Linked DNA regions of Sus scrofa: region 1 is linked to region 2. Evidence: chromatin contacts called from public Hi-C data. All regions are on one chromosome and are shown on one strand. Each heading gives the region's core, a stretch centred on a gene start, on an enhancer-like site or on the middle of the called end of the contact. The rest is flanking DNA. Distances are from core to core; before and after follow the strand shown.

What was found. Hi-C and Micro-C count contacts between places; a contact is called where the count stands out from the background.
Region 1: a contact with region 2 is called in a Hi-C map of omental adipose tissue, with 4 times the contacts expected there. The contact joins the enhancer-like site here to the promoter of LOC100156231 in region 2. A contact is called at or near these places in 2 of 5 promoter capture datasets (fetal liver and liver), 24 of 47 Hi-C or Micro-C datasets (alveolar macrophages, blood, brain and 13 more) and 2 of 2 datasets of contacts at active chromatin or transcription factors (alveolar macrophages and skeletal muscle).

What each region holds. Positions count from the first base shown.
Region 1 is chr7:29,898,122-29,903,878 of Sscrofa11.1, reverse strand. ITPR3 (inositol 1,4,5-trisphosphate receptor type 3) reads right to left here. Exons shown (of 58, transcript XM_013977794.2): 55 at 5,756-5,757; 56 at 5,134-5,294; 57 at 4,018-4,179; 58 at 2,577-3,667. The coding sequence ends at 3,599. C7H6orf125 reads left to right here. Exons shown (of 4, transcript NM_001243451.1): 4 at 1,613-1,790. The coding sequence ends at 1,740. Among named protein-coding and RNA genes, the nearest start is that of C7H6orf125, 29 kb to the left of the region's middle. Within about 2 kb of position 4,263, at least 10 of the 83 cell types and tissues checked have an H3K27ac peak or open chromatin away from gene starts, as enhancers often do. A contact at or near this core is called in alveolar macrophages, omental adipose tissue and retroperitoneal adipose tissue, where this site is marked.
Region 2 is chr7:29,814,706-29,819,691 of Sscrofa11.1, reverse strand. LOC100156231 (gametogenetin-binding protein 1-like) reads right to left here and starts at 3,642. Exons shown (of 7, transcript XM_005665887.3): 1 at 2,690-3,642; 2 at 2,085-2,200; 3 at 1,565-1,659; 4 at 1,300-1,417; 5 at 311-450. The coding sequence starts at 3,150. It overlaps BAK1 (bcl-2 homologous antagonist/killer), which reads left to right and starts at 4,347. Exons shown (of 7, transcript XM_021098603.1): 1 at 4,347-4,750. LOC102162214 (a long non-coding RNA gene) reads right to left here. Exons shown (of 4, transcript XR_002345648.1): 4 at 4,216-4,986.

The DNA.
Region 1 (5,757 bases), core at 3,014-5,513, 84 kb before region 2:
TCAGCCCCAGGAAGGGAACGGGTCACATTTGCCCAGCACGCTGCAGGGCTTCGTGGGGACCATGGAGTGAGCTTCCCGAACGTCTCTGACGGGGCAGGAACGCCCCTCACAGTGTTTGCAGTGAGGGTTTGAGGGCCGGCAAGTCTGGGTCCCGGTGTATCCACCTTGACTTGGGGTCATGGCAATCCTAGGGGGTGCTCAATGGCCTGTCCGTGGACAGGGACCCCTCAGTGTCCCATTGCGTGCCCCATGAGGGCACCTGGACTTCGGGGAAGTCCTCTGGTGGATGCTGGGCTCACGGCTGAGGTTGTGAGCCCACTGGTGATGGATGCTAATAGTGTAGTGACCTTTTTGTTTAGAAAAACTGTTTGCTCCAGAACTTTCATTAACAACTGGAAATCCAGGCTATGGAGTTTGGTGTTATGTGAAATTAGGTATCATAGAACTTTAGGCCCAAGAGACTTTAGACCAGTGCTTCTCAGCTGGGGGCCGGTGTGTGGCCTGGTCTAGAGACCATTTTAGTTGTCACTGCTGGGTGGGGGAAGGGCAGGGGGTCGGGGGTGCGAGTGGGGAGATGCAGCTGCAGTGGCCTGTCAGCCCCACATGGTATTATTGGGTCTCAGACTGAGGACCTCCACCTCAGTCCTTGATTTTGGGGGGAGGGTGGTGCAGACCTGCGTTTAAACGGGGCCCACTGGCTGGCAGGGCACCTGCTGCCTTCACTGTGAGGAGACCTACCTTTTCCTTTTCTTGAGCACAGGCCAGTGCCAGCCATGTTATTCCCATTATTTCGTTTTTTTTTTTTTTTTTTTTTTTTGCTTTTTAGGGCTGTACCCACTGAATATGGAGGGTTTCCCAGGCTAGGGGTCAAATCGGAGCTACAGCTGCCAGCCTACACCAGAACCACAGCAACGCAGGGTCCAAGCCATGTCTGCAACCTACACCACAGCTCATGGCAACACTGGATCCTTAACCCACTGAGTGAGGCCAGGGATCAAACCCTCAACCTCATGGTTCCTAGTTGGATTCATTTCCACTGCGCCACAATGGGAACTCCCTATTATTTCCTTTAAAAGGTTCACCTTTGGAGGCAGGTGTTTTTATTTCCACTTTACAAAGGAGGAGCTGGAGAGTTAGAGGTCAGCTGATTTGCTTGAGAGGCCCAGGTCTTTGCCTCCCCTGGGGCTTGCTCCACTCCCAACACGGGTTCCAATCCCAGCCTCACCACTTCCTTGCCATGTGACCTGTCAAGTTCCTTAACCCCACTCTGCCTGTTTCCACCTCTGAAAAATGGAGATAAGGCTGTGTGGGCCTCGTGGCTGACGCTGCAGCACCATCTTTGTGATCACTTGAAGCTGGGTGGAAGGGGCTGCTTGGATGTGGAACACTGCTCAGATGCGAGCAGGGGCCCCTATAAGGACACAGCGCCTGGTGCAGTCCTGATTTGTGGGGACTCCCTGTTCCCACCTGTTGTGCTGACTGGAAGTGGCAGCACCATTCCGCTTTCTTGGGGACACACTGAAAACCAGGGCTTGCTTGTGTGGAAACAGATGTCCTGAGGGCCAACCCATGTAGCCATTTTAGACCCTGGTCTGCTGTCTCCCCTTTGCAGATACCTTGGATGAGTTCAAGGAGATGGATAAAGGCGTGTGGAAGAAACTGCAGGAGAGGTTTGCCCCCAGGAATCCCGAGGAGAAACACAAGGCCTGGGCCCGCGCCTTGTCGCGCCCGCGTACCTGAGCGCGAAGTCTTGTTTGCTGCCATCCTCAATAAAACGCCCCAATCCCCCATCTCTGGCCTCACAGAAAGGAAGCCTTTGCTCTAAAGAAAGCCTGGCCTTTTGAGAAGGGAGCGGGCTGAACACACGCCCTGCCTGCTGCGGCTAGGGGCTCCCCAGGGATAGGAAGTGGGGCTCGCCTGGGCCTGAGAAGGGAAGGTGACACGGCCTCTGGGCCAGGTGCTTCCTGAGGCCACAGGACCCCACCTGCCAGCAGGGGTCTGGCTGGCTCCAGACAAGATTCTCAGGCTCCTTTTGTTGCAGGAGCTCCTGGGAAAGAGCCAAAAATAGCGGAGAGGGCATCCTGTGCAAACAGAAGGATGGGAAAGCCTGCCTGGCGCCCTTTCCCACTGACTCAGAACAAGCCGGTCCTCTGCCCTGACCTTGCAGAAGAGTCATGTTCCAGGCTGGTCAAAGGGATGGGGCAAAGCCAAGACGGCCTTGGTCAGGCTTCTGCACCCCAATTCTGCAGGAGGCAAGGACACAGGGTCACCTCACTGTGCCCCAGAACCTTAGCCCTTACTGGGGGCCATCTGTACTCCCTACTGAGGCTTCTTGTCAGGAACAGAGCTGAGAAAGGCAGGGCACCAGCACCCTTTGTTGGGAAGAGCTGGGAGTCAGGTCTTCACCTCATTGGTCCCTGACAGCTCAGTATGTTCAGGGATGCATTAAATAAAATGTAGTAGTTCTGTCCAGGAAGTAGGACATGGCTCTGCATCTCCCAGGAGCCCCAGTGAGGCCAGGCGGCACATGCTCACCCCCCTCCCACACCCAGGTGTACAGGAGACAGCCCCCCTCCAAAGGCCTGGGTTTATTCATTAATTTATGGCAATCCACTTTAGTTCTTGGGCCAAAGGATTTATAAAACATTACACTGAAAGGAGAAGAAACAAGCCGCTCTTAACATGGCCCAGCCCTGTTACCTGGGCATGACTCCCCGGGAGACCCGGAAAGGGGCAGGTTCTGGGAGTACGTTTCTCCATCCTTGGGTCACCGGTCCCCTGGGAGGGGGGGGGTGTGGACTCAGCAGGGTCTGCACACTGTCTACAGCAGGTCTGAGGCACTGAAGGAGCCATTTGGCCCTTGAATAAGTTAAATAACAAAGCCCTAAATTCACTAGTAACAGCATCACTGCGGCTGCTCCAGAGGAGGCAGCAGCCAACATGTAGTGCTTGGGATAAGGAGGCCACCTCCTAATCACCCACCAGGGGGATATAGTTACTGCTTTAGAGCTCAAGCAGGGGAGTGGCCACCATAGCTCAGCGGTTAACGAACACCGACTAGTAACCATGAGGATGCGGGTTCAATCCCTGGCCTCACCCAGTGGGCCAGGAATCCGGCATTGCTGTGAGCTGAGCTGAGCGTGGTGTAGGTTGTCAGCTGTAGCTCCAATTGGACCCCTAGCCTGGGAACTTCCATAGGCCACGCCTGTGACCCTAAAAAGCAAAAGGATAAGCAGCCCTCCTTCGGAACTTCCATAGGCCACGCCTGTGACCCTAAAAAGCAAAAGGATAAGCAGCCCTCCTTCAAGGGGACTCGCCTCCTCCAAGTAAGGCACACAGGTGAGCTCAGGTAGGTGAGCTGAGTCCCCGTCAGGTCTGCTCTACGGGCTCAGTCTGGGGCAGGACTGGCAGCTGTGGTGCCCCCTCCAGGCAGTCAGGGCTGGGCTGACTTGGAGGGGTTCTGGCAGAGTGGGAGCTAGGGGTGGGGTGGACACCCAGCCTGGAGAGGCTGGCGGCTGGCAGGGCCCTCTCCACAGGGAAGGGCCGAGTTCCCAGGCACGGGTCTCCGGGGTCTGCGGGCCTTTGACGCTGTGGCCTCTCAGCGGCTCATGCAGTTCTGGACGTCCACGAAGCCCAGGCGCTGCCTGCGTTTCCGCTGCTCTGTCATCTGAGGTCGACAGATGCCGGCAAGTCAAGTCAGGTCGGGTCAGGACGCTGGGCACCCCCTCCCCACCGCCCCAGGCTGCAGATGAATGTCAGCCCTGAGCCCTGGTCCTCAATTTGTGAGTCACAACCCTGACATGGTGCAGCTGGGGAAGCAGCGCCTGCCCGACTCTAATCACTGCCTCTAATCACTGCCACATGGGGCAGGGGGGCATCGGAGACTCGGAAAGAGGCCCCGGTCTCCCCACCCACCCGCTACAGGAGCTGGACCGCCCCCACCTCCCCCTTGGCAGGCTGGGTGTGACCAGAGCCAGCCTGGGGCTGCCCATCGGGGCAGCAGAGGCTGGGGCGCACCTGCTCCTTGAGCTCGTTGAGCTGGGTGGTGAGGTGGGACACCAGCTTCATGGTGGAGTTGAGTTTGTCCTGAAGAATCCGGATCTCATTCTGCTCCCCCTCGCCCTCATTGCTCACCAGCGACATGGCCCTCATCCGGGGGAACCAGTCCAGGTTCTTGTTCTGAAAAACATCTCCATGGGCTGAGCAAGCATGGGCCCAGCCTGGGACGGCCTCGTGAGAGACGCGGTTGTATGGGGGAGTCTGCTGCCACACCCTCGGCCAGATGACTCTGCAGGAACGTGTCATGGGGAAATCTGAGTCGTCCAGGGTCCTCCCTGGGCCCCGGGGGAGCTGGCAGTGAAGCCCCTGCCCAAGGCAGGCTGATTGCCTTAGCCTGGAGCCTCCTTTGGTACCCGCACCATCTGTTTACTCTTACAACGCCCTGCGAGACCCTTCCTTCCTTCCTTCCTTCCTTCCTTCCTCCTGCCTGCCCCACACCCCACACCCACGCCCCGCACCCCAGGAAGATGAGCCAGGCAGAGAACACGCCGGTGGGGGGGAGGGGGAACCCAGCAGCTTTCTGGTTCCTGCTGCAAACTGAATTTTTCAGACCCAACAGATAATCAGTCCAAATACAGACTTAAAAGAGACTAGAACCCTGCTCCCTTTTTCCCACCAAACAGGTCTTCCCTTTCAGGCTGCAGTTCATCTGTAGTGCAGTCTTTTGAAGATGTGCTACAGCTGATGGGACTACTTCCTATACCCTCGATGCCACCAGGCCTGACTAGCCTCTGCCTTCACCCCCTTCGCTACTAAATGGAACAGTTACGTTTGATTTCTCCTAAGTCTGATGGTTTCAAGTTCTTCCAGGCACCCTCTGGCCCAGCTGGAGAGGCCCCTAAGATGGGGGCCACAGAGCAGTGGCCATGAGCAGGTGGCCTATATGTCAGGCGTCTGCAGGCCCTGGGACCCCACCCCACACATGCTCTCGGGCCCCTCAGGTGAGCGGGCTCACATGGGCTCTTTCAAGACACCAGAGCCCACCCAGAGGTGTGCAGGGAGCTGGCTCCAGCTACCCTTCTCCTGCCAGCTCTCGGCGGGTGTCCGCCGCCCCCCGCCTCCCGCAGGGCACACCTTAATCATCTGGGCCACGTAGCTCTCGGGCCCTGTGTAGTCAGTCTTATTCTTCACGCGGACCAGCACGATGAAGTACAGGTAGTTCCACATGTTGTGCTCAAACTTGATGTGTTCCTCAAAGGACACCGTCTTGTTGTCAAACTTGTCCCTCTCCAGACCTGAGGGGGCAGAGGTGAGGGTGACCCAGGGCCACTGCAGCTCTGGGGAAACATGCACCTGGCTAGGTCACTTCTACTTAAAACAGCAGCCACTTAGACACAGAGCTCCCACCCAGCAGCGAGGCCTATGGGAGCCCAGGGGGCAGGAAGCACAGAGAAGGGGCCTCCAGGCGACCTGCCCCTGGGCCTCCAGTGACTGAGGGACAGCACTTCACATGGAGAAAAGCTCTGTACCCAGACCACAGGGTCAAGGCCATGGACCAGGCTTAGGTCCTCGTCTGAAACCCAGAGTTTAAAGGCCAGTCCCTGAGGCCTTTCCCGCCTCCACCTAGGACTCCACGTTCCGGCAGGGTCCAGCTCTCCCCAGCTCCGGGCCAAGTGCCGCTGAGCCATCAGCCCAGGACAGGCTCCCAGGGGCCACAGGGACCCAGGAAGGCCTGTGGGCAGGAGCGTGGCCTCACCA
Region 2 (4,986 bases), core at 2,393-4,892:
CAGGCATGGGCACAGGCGTCAACCGGACAGAAAACAGAAGAGCAACATTAAGACAGATGCGCAGGAAAGCCACGAAGACACCTGGACAAAGCCCATTGTGGAGCTGAGGGAACAGGCCACACAGCCAGTGGGTGGCAGGGAAGCTTTAAAAGCAGACCCGTGGACCCCAGGCCAAGTGAGTGACTGATGGAGAGCTGTGCATGCCAGGGCCACCCAGAAGGAACCAGTCCAGAGGCCTGAGGAGGTGGGAGGCCTCCTGCCCACTTCCCCAGGGCCCTCAGCGGGCTGTGGGCTCCGAGGGGCCAAATACCTGGCTGTCCACAATGCCCGCCTCCTCCAGAGTGACTTCTGGCTGGGCCAGCAGCTCCCAGCCCTCGGGGCTGTCTGTCTTCCAGAGGCGGGACTCCCGCTGTACTACCAGAAGCTTCTTTAACTCTGACTCCACAAAACCTGAGAGCAGAGAGCTCAGCATGGGGCAGGTAGGAGTGGGGGAAGGAAGAGGACATGGCTCCAGCTCCCTCATCTCCAGCCAGACCTCCACTTTCCCACTGCCCTGCCTGCCCCAGGAAACTCACTTCCCATGGCTCCCTCTGGCTGCATGAGTCTCTTTCCTTGCCTCCCCGGGTGTGTGGGTAACATCTGTCCACCTGCCCCCACAACCCTTCCAGCCACTGATTCGGGAGCATGTATCTGGAACAACCCAAACTGCCTGGGTTCCTGTGTCAGCTCTGCCACTTACTAGCTGTGTGTTCTTGGACAAGCTACTTAGCCTCTCTGTACCCCATTTTCCTTACAGTGAAGTGAAGACCATAACAGGACCTACCTAAAAGTTAAAATACATTACTTCATGGAGAGTGCTTGGAATAGAGTCCGGCCCACAGTACTGGCTATAATCAGCAAGGGCGCTGCAATGGGACAGGGGGCCTTCTGGGGCACTGTCACAGCAGTGCATGCATGATGAGAGAACCACGGACAGAGGTGGCTACTGGAGTCAGGATTCCCAGCTGGGGAAGTGTGGTGCTCAAAGAGCCACAGCCCTAGTCACAACCCATCCCACTCCCCACCACTCCCTACCCAAACCCTGAGAGAGGAGGACCCCAGGCAGCCCTAGGTGGACCTCCAGACGCTGCACACCTGTCCCCCGGCCCCGGTGGTCATCTTAGGTCCTCTGCTACCACCTGGTGGTAGGAACCGGTATCGCACCCACGAGCCGCGGCCACAGAGGGCCGTCTGGGAGCTGTTTGGATGGGCTGGGGGCACCACTCTTGCCTACTGTATCTGACGATCTAAAAGCCTTACGCAGCGGCGACGGGAGGGTGACGATGCCTGGGACACAGAGCTTGAAGGAACTGTCCTCGTCCTCCATTTCCTCCTCCATGTCTTTGTCCTCCTGGGGCGAGCCTTCCTTGAGAGGAAACTGAGGGTGTGCCAGGGGCTGAGCAGGTGAGGAGGGGGTCCCCAAGTCCAGCTCCACCCCCACCCCCACCCTGACCTTAAACAGAAAGCAGGCAGGATGGCAGCTCTCAGAAGGTCCCCCACCCCCACCCTAGCCAGCTGCACAGACCTTGGTCATGGCTGACTTCTGAAGCTGCTTGTACAAGCTGAGGAGGCGGCTCCATGGCGTTGCCCCCACCTTCGAGGAGGCCAGCCTGAGTTCTCCTGTGGAGGGGTGGTGGTCACTGACACGTGGACAGAAGTGAGAGGCAGCCCAGGCCTGGCCCAGGTCACAGAGGGATGAGGAGGGCTGAGCTGAGGGTGTGGTTTCCCTATTTTCTTAAGCAAACACCTGCTGTGTGCCAGGCACAGTTCTGGGCGCTTCTCAGAGAACTTCTCATTTGATCCTTGCAGCTGCCTGCTGAAATAAGCAGTTCTAGTCCCATTTTACAGATGAGGAAACTGAGGCACAGAAAAGCTGAGCGACTTGCTGCCATCACACAGCTTGGCCTAGTGGCGCTGGGACTCAGACCCAGGCCGCCTTCCTCTGGCCTTCCCTCAGATTGCTCCTGCCCTTCTGGGCCCTGTGCCCAGAGGAGTCAATTCTGTCCATGTCTGGTACCTCCCCTGCCTGTGGCCGCCACACTCACCGTCAAGCAGACACTCCTCCTCCTCTCTGGCCAAGGCCTTGGGGCTGACCTCCAGTGGCCCCGCAGCCCTCTGCAGGCATCCTTGATCCACCTCCAAGGCTTGGGCAAAGCGGCCCCTGATCCCAAAGCACAGTCAGGTGGAAGTGGCAGGTGCAGCCCAGAGATGCGGTGGAAGCCCCCCTAACCCCCCACCCCAAGGTTCTCCCACAGGCCCCACTTAGCCTACTCCCCCCTCCTGCACAGCCCTCTGGGGTCCATCAGAGAGATGACGATGCTCCCCCAAAGTAAAGGGAGGGGCGCCAAGTCCAAGTGAACTTGGAAACCAGAAGAAGGGGGAGGGGAGACAGGGAAGGGGGCCCATAAAGGAGCTGGGGAGCACTGGGACCCTGCTCACCCTACACACACCCTTCCCAGGGCCCGGCCTGTCCTCCTGTCCTTTGGGGACCTCCATCCCCAAGCCCTCACTGGTGGAGGACCCAGTCTGCTTCCCCACCCCCACCTCTCCAGTCCTTCTCCCATTCGGACCCTCCCAGCTCAGGCCCACACCCTCCCTTCTGCCTTCCAGGAGGCTCCCAGGTCCCTGCTGCCCAGAGCCCACCTCTCACCTGTCTGAGGTCCCCGTGTCCCCCAAGGCCGCGCCTGCCACCTCCTCCTCTTCCCTTTCGTCCATCTCAGACAGGCTGCCCAGCGCCTCCTGGCCTCCTCTGCGTGGATCTGACCTTACTTCTACACCCCGGGCCACCACCCTCAGGACCTGCACAGGGGTGGGGGTCTGGGCCCCCGCATCCCCTAGCTCCAGCCCCGAGGGACTAGTTCGTGGCAGGGCCACAGCGAGGGTACAGGGCAGCGAGGCAGGTGGCCAGGATTCCTTCTGCCCCGCTGCTCCGTGACAGCCAGTCATCAGGGGGGTGGCGTCCTGCTCTTGCAAGGGGCACGGCTGACCCCCCACCAGGGCCTGGTCTGAGCTCTCTGGGCTGCCCTTGCCCCCCACCAGGCTACGGAAAAGGCGGAACATGGACGAGCGGCCCAGATTATGGGCCCGAGGGGTTGGGGCTGGGGCCTCCATCCTGAAGGGGACCTGACTCAAGAGGGAAGGGCCGCAGCAGCTACTGGGACCAACTGCTTAAGAACAGAGGGGGTTGGAAACTTCCCAGAGTTCTAGAAGGCGAAGGCGGGTTGGGGGTGGGGGCAGAGTGTGCCCGGGGGTGGGGGTGGGGGTGTCAATGCAGCACCCCGAGGGTGGGGGTTGGCGAGGCTCCAGGAGACGCAGAGGTGGGGACCCCAACTCTGAGAATGGGGCACACAGCTCTCCCCACAGCCTGTCCTCCTCTGGCTGTGGCTGCTGGTCCAGGAGGGTGGGAGTGTGTGTCCTCCCACCCCTCCCTTCACAACCAGTCTCATCGGCCCTCTGCATGTCCACGTCTACCTGCCTATCACCTGCAGGGTTTCTACCTCTGCAGCCATCGAGGAGCTTGGTACACAGGCCTCAACTGTACGTGGAACTTCAATCTTTTTTTTTTTTTTTTTTTTTTTTTTAGGGCCGTACCTGTGGCACATGGAGGTTCCCAGGCTAGGGGTTGAATCGGAGCTGCAGCTGCTGGCCTATGCCACAGCCCCAGCAATGCAGGATCCTTAGCCCACTGAGCAAGGCCAGGGATCAAACCCACATACTCATGGATACTAGTCGGGTTCTTAACCTGCTGAGCCACAATGGGAACTCCGTGGAATCTCAATTTCATCTTATTATGCCCATGGCACTTACATGTCTGATTATAAACCCCGCTCAGTGACCTTGGCGGAGGTTCCTTAAAGCAGCCGAGTCCCAGTTCGTTCATCTGTAAAATGGATGTGGTCACCGCACCTACTTCCAAGGGTGGTTGAGACTGTTCAGTGAGGATGGTTTAAAGTGCCCAGCACTGGAGTTCCCGTCGTGGCGCAGTGGTTAACGAATCCGACTAGGAACCATGAGGTTGTGGGTTTGATCCCTGCCCTTGCTCAGTAGGTTAAGGATCCGGCATTGCCGTGACCTGTGGTGTAGGTTGCAGACGCGGCTTGGATCCCGTGTTGCTGTGGCTCTGTCCTAGGCCAGTGGCTACAGCTCCGATTGGACCCCTAGCCTGGGAACCTCCATATGCCGTGGGAGCGGCCCAAGAAATAGCAAAAAGACGAAAAAAAAATAAAAAAAAATAAAAAAATAAAGTGCCCAGCACACAGCAGGGCTTCACAAACCTCACCAGCCTGGCTTTCTTGCTGATACCGACGGACAGAAGTGGGGCAAGATCAAGGAGGAGGACAGGGAACCCGGGTGGGAAAAGCCGTGGGTGGGGACACTCGGCAGGGGTGGGAGCCGCGCTCTCCGCCCTGAGCCCAGCCCCAGCCCCGTGCTGCAGGCTTCAGCGGCTGCATCCGGCGGCCGCAGAGCAACTTCCTCTAGAGGGAGCTGATTGGAGCGGGAGCCGCCGGCACCTCTATGATCGCCAAAGCCTCGCGGGTCCCGAAGGCCGCGCTGGGACCAGCCCAGGCTGCATCCTGACACCAGGAACTCACTGGCGCCCGTCTCTGGAGGCCGAGCCTGGGTACCTTACCCTGGGAGTGGCCACTGGCCACTGGGATCACCGGCCTCCGCCCTGCTGAGCCAACCCAGGCCTGGGCCAGGGTCTGGGCAGGTAAGCCGGGAGGGTCCCGCCTGTGCTCCCCACGCCTGGGAGCTCCGGGCCGGGGGTAGGTGAGGGAGGCAGGGGGCTGGGGGGGGAAGGCCTCAGGCTCCCCCCAACCCCCGGGACTCCACCGAGCCCTGTTCGGGGCCTGATCCACCCGGGGCTCCCTCTGGCCACCCCTCAGGCAGCTTCCCCTCTCACCCTGGCCCTAGGGGCCCGAGAATCGGGTGTCAAAGAACCAGGCT